Regions from separate parts of the Mus musculus genome. Here region 1 is linked to region 2. The links are chromatin contacts, called in public HiChIP or PLAC-seq maps. All regions are on one chromosome and are shown on one strand. The core of a region is the stretch at or near the end of the contact, and the rest is flanking DNA. Distances in the headings are between cores, read along the strand shown.

Region 1 (3,099 bases), core at 444-2,943, 210 kb after region 2:
TCCCCTAAACTGGGGAGAAAAAAAAAATCAGAGTAGTAAAGGATACAACCAATAAAAAGTCTCTTAAGTTGTAAAGGTAATCTAATATCAGGCAAGAGCTTGCTTTCCTCCCGTGCACAGGCCAAATGCAACCTTTCAAGATGCCTGAAAGCCACGTTCCGAATCAGTGCTGAAGTGTTCTATACTTCAGAACTTACAGAATGTTTACATAATACTTTATATTACCAACTTCAACTATTTAAAAACTTCCTAACACATCCAAATGTCACATAAAGAGTAGCTGTGTTTTTGTGTATACAACAGAATTTACATAGCAAGAAAAAAAAAACTTTAAAGACTGAATCCATTGTAGTCTTTGCATCTTTTCAATGCCTTTTCACATACACTCAAATTCTGACCTACCACATTCCGCACTTGTTTTAAAAATATCCTATCTTAACGTGTCTGTTTAAAAATAGCTTTCCTTTCATCCTTTCCCAATTATTTTTAAGTAGAAGTGTGCTTTTCATTTTCAAGTCACAGATTTCTTAGCCCCAACCACCCAAAAACTCACTTCATTCTTTCAAACTCCAAGGAAACAAACTCTGGAGTTCAATTTGAATCTCCAGACTTCCAGTACACACTCAGTTGCTGGCTCGATACAATCTTTCCTTGGGCCATTTCACAACCAAATGTGAGAAGCAATATAACAAACCAAGAGCATCTTGGGAGGGGACATCCACACACCTTCAAGAAAGTTTCCGGCTGCCTGCCCAGTTCCTGGCACTTTCTTAGACCAGGCAGGGCATGCCACCTGCATGGGTACACGGTCTCAGGAAGACACCAAAGGCTTAGGGAATGGAGGGCTGGAGAGAGGAGGCACAGGACAAACCAAAACACAACCCTGAGAGGCAGCTGACATTTCAGGATGAAGCTCCGAAATTCCACGGCCAGGGAGGCACCAGCCAAGCTCGGCCCTAACTACCTGGCACGATCCGCTCGTGTCCTGTCTTGGGGACACTCGGAAGGTGGAAAGTTTCCCCTTTCGGCCGTGCCAGGAGCGGGGCAGAGTGTGGGGAGGCGACAGGGGTCTGAGAAGTAGGTCTTCCCAGGCGGCCCCACCCGCTTACCTTGTGCGATGGCAATGGACTCGAAGCGGTGCAGCTCTTTGAGCAAGCAGCTCCTCTCCGTGGAGTGCAGGCTGTAGATGAAGTCGCGCGCGCCCTGCGCCGTGTTCAGCGCCTCCATGGGCTCCTTCTTGGGGTGTGTGCCCAGAAGCCGGGGACCGCCGGGAACCCCGAGCGCCAGCAGTCCCCGGCCGCAGCAGCACCAGGACGGCAGGCGGGGCGCGGCGGCAGGGCCGGGCCTCAGGCTGCGCGCCGTCCGGCTCCCCAGCAGCGGCAGCAGCCGGGACATGGCGCTGGAGCGCGACCCCCGCAGCGGTCCCAAGGGAAGACGGCTTCGGGGCGCAGCTGGACAGAGGCTCAGGAGCTGGGCTCAGCCCGGCCCCGCCCCGGGTCCTCCTGACGCGCGGCCCGGGCGCCCGACACCATGCACTCGGCGGGCCCGCGCGGCGACCGCCTCCCAGCCGTGCCCGCTCCGCTTCCCGCAGGCCGTGAGCCCGGGAAAACTTTCTGCGCCGCGGCCGGGCCGGGAGCTCGGAGCGGGCGGGCGGTGCGGGCGGGCGGGCGCCTCCCGGATGAGGAGCGGCGGCGCGGGCGAGCTCGGCGAGCGTGTCTGATCTTCCAGAGGGATGAGTCACCGCGCGCCGCCCTCCTCCGGCGCCGCCCTCCGCCGCCGACCGCTTTCCCACCCTCTGGCCTCACGCCGGCCTCACTCGGTAGGGCTGCTGCGCCCTCAAAGCAACCGCGCCGTGACAATCAGGCCCGAGCCGCAGCCGCCACCCCTAGCGGCGGAGCCCGGGATAGGAGGGCGGGGCGGCAGGGACTGGGCGGGGACTGGGCGGGGCCACGCAGGCGCATAGCCGCTTGGGAGGGAGCTCATCCTGGAGTCTCCACCCACTCCTTTGCGTGGCAAGGAAAGGAAGGGGTGCTTACCCCGTCAGACGGCATCCGCCTGTGTTAAATGCACGGCAGAGAGCAGCAAAATAGAGTTCAGGGCTGGATGCCCGGCGGGGTGGTGCAGCTCCCGCACTGCTCTCCGAAGCACCGTCCTAAATCTGGAGTTCGGACGGCCCTGGAGGAGCAGCCGGATGGATAAGAGCCTCGTGGGGTCACCGCACCCAGCCCAGGCCTGCGGGACATGAAGCACAAAGAGCCGCACCCTTCGCCAAGCCAGAGAGTGCCCACCGAGGCCAGACAGTGCGGCGCTGAAACGCCCTCTCTGGCAGCACCCTGGGGAAGGCGGCAGGGCCGGCTCAACCCGTCCCAAAAAGAGGAGGGTGTGAGGCTGAGACTTAAGATTTGGGGAGGAGAATACTCTTCCCTGACCCGACAGCTGTTTACTTGGAGATTGTCAACTCTGGAGCCAGGGCGAGAATGTCATAAACCTTTATCGAATGGTCTCTGGGGATTTATGTCCCTCTTTTGGTGCCACGCGGAGGAGAGACTCATCCCTCTTGCCCAGATCCTAGATATTTGCAAGGCCAGGGTCAAATGTCACCTCCTTCATGAAACGTTCCCTTCTTTGTAAGGAAGATCACTGCTTTATCTGAACCTATCTGAGGACACTTAGGCACCCTATCTTAGAAAAATAAATCTGCTTAGACGATAAATCTACTCAAGTGTAATCAAGATCCAAATCCCCTCCTTATCGTAACCACTGCTGCAGCTCAGAACCTTGCATGAAGTGAATGTGCTATAAGCACGTAAGACAGCACAGCCAGTCCCACAGCTGTGGTTTTGAACTTGCAAATGCAATGAACCTCAGACCAAAAGTACTTGGAAAAAAAAGATGTATCTGCAGACTTTCTCATTATTCCGTTAATGGAACAGTGTAACAACTATTTCCGTGCACCTACACTGTATTGGTTATTATAAGTAATCCAGAGATGATTTAAAGTATGTCGGAGAGTCCAATCAGCTGTACTTTTATAAACCCTTCAGTTAAAATTAATGTCCTCAAGAGTGAACGGGAGGGGGGACGGGGGGGGGGAGGCTA
Region 2 (3,346 bases), core at 198-2,697:
CTATGGATCGTGATAGAATTTCCATCTCTTCCTCTTTACTTTAGGTTCCAGTTCTTTTCTGAGTTCCTTTACTGTGTCTTTCATCGAGCAGATTAAGCATGGTTATTGTAGAGTTTATATCTGATGACGATTCTCCCCAAGTCCCTTGGGATCTATTTGCTTGGTGTTGTCTCTCTTGACATTTGACTGCATTGTCCCCTCCTTTCGTACCATGTGTTACTGCTCAATGGACATTGGATATAACAATCTGTAGAGAAATTGAAGCCCAAACATATAATTTCCCTCTAGAGAACTTAACTAATATGTTTTTTTTTACTTATGAATTATTTTTGAAGCCTCCAGGGCTTTGCTCTGCACTGCATTGGAACTAATCAGGTGGCCATGTGCTCTGATGGAGACACAACAGCATCCTGGAAAGCCAGTGTGTGTTAGATTCTACTGAATGAGAGTGTGGGTTAGCTAATCTCAGTAGGGTTCTCTGCAGGGGAGCAGTGTCAGGCCATAGATACCTGGGAAGAGGAAGCTATAGTTAATACTCTGTGTACACATTGTTAACGTCTGGACTGAGACATGGGGGAAGTCTTGCCATTCCCATGGTTCTGAGGCTTGGAGTCCTTAATATGGTGGTTGTCATGCCAACAGCATACATTCTCTCAGGACTTCATCCACCCTACACAGGAGCAATCCAGAGTCAACTCCATTCAACTAGAGACAAGTTAAAGTTGAGCCTTGAGGAAGCCAATGCAGCTTGCCTCCCCTCCTCAGAAATTCTCTGTGGCAGGAAGCATGTGAGTGCTGGACGTGCCTCTCAACTCTTTACAGCAGCTCTGTGACATGGACATCACTGTCTCCAATTTACCAGTGACAGGGCTGAGATGCAGAGATCCGGAGTAACTCTCCCAAGTTCATCCAGCTAGAAAGTGAGAGAGCCCAAGCATGGTCCTTCATCCCTGCGATGAGGAAGAGAAGGCTGTGCAATGAGAGCACAGACAGGAAGACAGAGAGAGGAGAAGGGCTACTGAACATCTGTAGCTATCCAGATGTGCAGGGCTCAGATTAAGGTCATACATGGCTCTGCGAGTAAACAGCTCTTTAATTTTTGCACTGGGTACACCAAGTACCCGTCTTTGCCCTGGTTGTGTAGCTAGACCTTAGTGAGTTCTTTATATTTCATCTTCCCTGAAATATTAGAGCAAATTGTTCGCAACAAATCACTCCACTTGTCCCATGTTGAATTACATCACCTTCATAATAGCCTCTTCCTCCCCAAGACCCCATGTACTGAGCTATGTATACAGGCCACACTGACCATTTCCTTGTGAAGACATGGGAATCGGGCAACCAAGTGCAGAAACCAGGCTTTTGTGAGTAATCCTGTACTCTCCTTCTCTGAGCCTCAGACACCGAGCTGGGTACCACGTGGGTCCTTCAGGATCTGCTGCTTTGGGGTCTATGACTCATCTCCGTGAAGCTTGGAGCTTGGACAAGAGGACATCTTTCCTTACTTCTTCTGACTCTCCAAGCCCTCAGGCAGTACTGCACATGCAGTGTTTTCTTGATAAATGTTTACTAGCTGACTGACACATTAGCTCCATATGTTAGAAGACTGCTCATCAAAACTGGCAAAGCTGAACACCCTCCATTTCATTATTACAGACGTATTTTGTTGGCCATGGCAGATGTTGTTAAGCCAACTACTTGAAAGCCCAGAAAGAGACATGCAGATGCTCAAATACCAAATAGGTCAGAGATAACGAAGCTACAGAATGAGCTGGAATGGGAAGCTGGTGCAGTGAGGATAGATCCCAGCTGCCTGGCACTGGCTGCTAAAGTCACTGCATCTGGGAGGCTAACTGCTCCTCCAACATCACTCATAAAGCCACAGAAGCGCTAAAAGGCACACAGACAGATACTGCAGATATTTTTCTCATTTGTATTTCTTAGAGCTTATATAGTTATGTCAAGTCTTGTGTGTGTAAGACAAGAAAGTAGAAATGAAACTCTCTGGGTGAACTAAGAGGACTAATGGGGGGGGGGTGAGAGAATCCTGTCCACTTGTATGAAAGTGTCCTTACATAACCCAGTACCATGTGTCATGAATAGGAAACAACCAGCTGAGACAGTGACCAGGAAAGAGCTGACTATGGACATTCTTTGTATTCTATTTCAATCTGTCATGTAACAACCATGCATATTTCTAATTCATGCTCACTCTATTATAAAGTGAAATGGGTTTTTAAACAATGTGGAATGGGCAGATCAGGGCACTTGGGGTCCCTAGTACTTCAGATATCTATCACGTCTTTGTGTGTGTAGAGGGGAAGTCAATATTCAGAACCCTCGATTTCTGCTAATCATGTTTGTCCTGCTGCTATAGGACATTAGAAATTATCCCTTGAGTACAACTAAAAGTGTTAGTCATCTTTTGTCCAGCTCCATCCTGACTCTCACCCTCCCCAGGTTCCAAGAATCATTATTAGACATGCTTTATAAAAGGCAACATGTATGGGGCTTCAGAGATGGCTCAACAGTTAAAAGCATTTGCCTCTCTTGGAGATGACCCAACTTTGGTTCCCAGCACCCACACGGTGACTTACAACTATGCATCACTCTAGGGGATCAAATGGCCTCTTCTGGGCTCTAAAGACACCAAGCAGGCCAGAGGTGCACACACATGGGTGCAGACAAATACTCATACACATAAACTAAACAACTAAAATGAAATAAAAGAAAATCTTCTAAAAAGGCATATTTTAAAAATTCTCAGAAAAAGGGAATTGTTTCCTTATCCTGAGAGAGCTCTGAGAAGTCACCCCAAAAGGCAAACATTTATGACCTTAAATATTTACCCCCAGCTCTTAAGTATGGTGGAGATGGAATGGCTGACAGAGTCGTTCACAAAAGCCTGGTTTCTGTACTTGGTCACTCAATTCCCATACTTGTGTCTATATAGAAGATACAGCACAAAGGGCAGAGAGCAGGAAATGGCCTCAATAATCCGGACCCAATCTAGAAAGGCTCTTGACAGATGGGGGCAGCAAGGTAGGTCTCAGATAGAGGGCAACATGGCCTACATGTGGGACTGCCTTTAGTAGACTTCTCTAGGTCCTTTGTTTGGCATTTATGCACAGCACACTGATTGTAAGGTGCCCAAGGGCACAAAAGCGACCCACTTTCCTCCTAAGTTCCACACTCAAAAGATTTTATTTTCTGCTTCTCTGATTTCATTAAATACGATCTTGTTCCAGAGCTGTACAGTATGGTCTTCCTGTAGCTCTTGACTCTCTGGAGGCAGTGGTTAGTAGAGCCATCAAAAGCTTAGGATGTGACCACAGCCCCTTTGCAT

What was found. HiChIP or PLAC-seq counts read pairs in DNA pulled down with a chosen protein or histone mark.
Region 1: a contact with region 2 is called in an H3K4me3 HiChIP or PLAC-seq map of the SCID.adh cell line, with 15 read pairs. The contact joins the promoter of Tmem65 here to the enhancer-like site in region 2. A contact is called at or near these places in 7 of 39 promoter capture datasets (the 3T3-L1 cell line, the C10 cell line, the HPC-7 cell line and 4 more), 1 of 15 datasets of contacts at CTCF or cohesin (the NIH/3T3 cell line), 5 of 484 Hi-C or Micro-C datasets (the G1E-ER4 cell line, bone marrow-derived macrophages, myocytes and 1 more), 10 of 115 datasets of contacts at active chromatin or transcription factors (the SCID.adh cell line, bone marrow-derived macrophages, embryonic forebrain and 7 more) and 1 of 9 other capture datasets (adipose tissue).

What each region holds. Positions count from the first base shown.
Region 1 is chr15:58,821,734-58,824,832 of GRCm38.p6, forward strand. It overlaps Tmem65 (transmembrane protein 65), which reads right to left and starts at 1,694. Exons shown (of 7, transcript NM_175212.4): 1 at 1,110-1,694. The coding sequence starts at 1,395.
Region 2 is chr15:58,614,829-58,618,174 of GRCm38.p6, forward strand. The region is part of intron 22 of Fer1l6 (fer-1-like 6 (C. elegans)); the gene reads left to right. Among named protein-coding and RNA genes, the nearest start is that of Gm36451, 19 kb to the left of the region's middle. Within about 2 kb of position 1,448, at least 13 of the 459 cell types and tissues checked have an H3K27ac peak or open chromatin away from gene starts, as enhancers often do. A contact at or near this core is called in the SCID.adh cell line and bone marrow-derived macrophages, where this site is marked.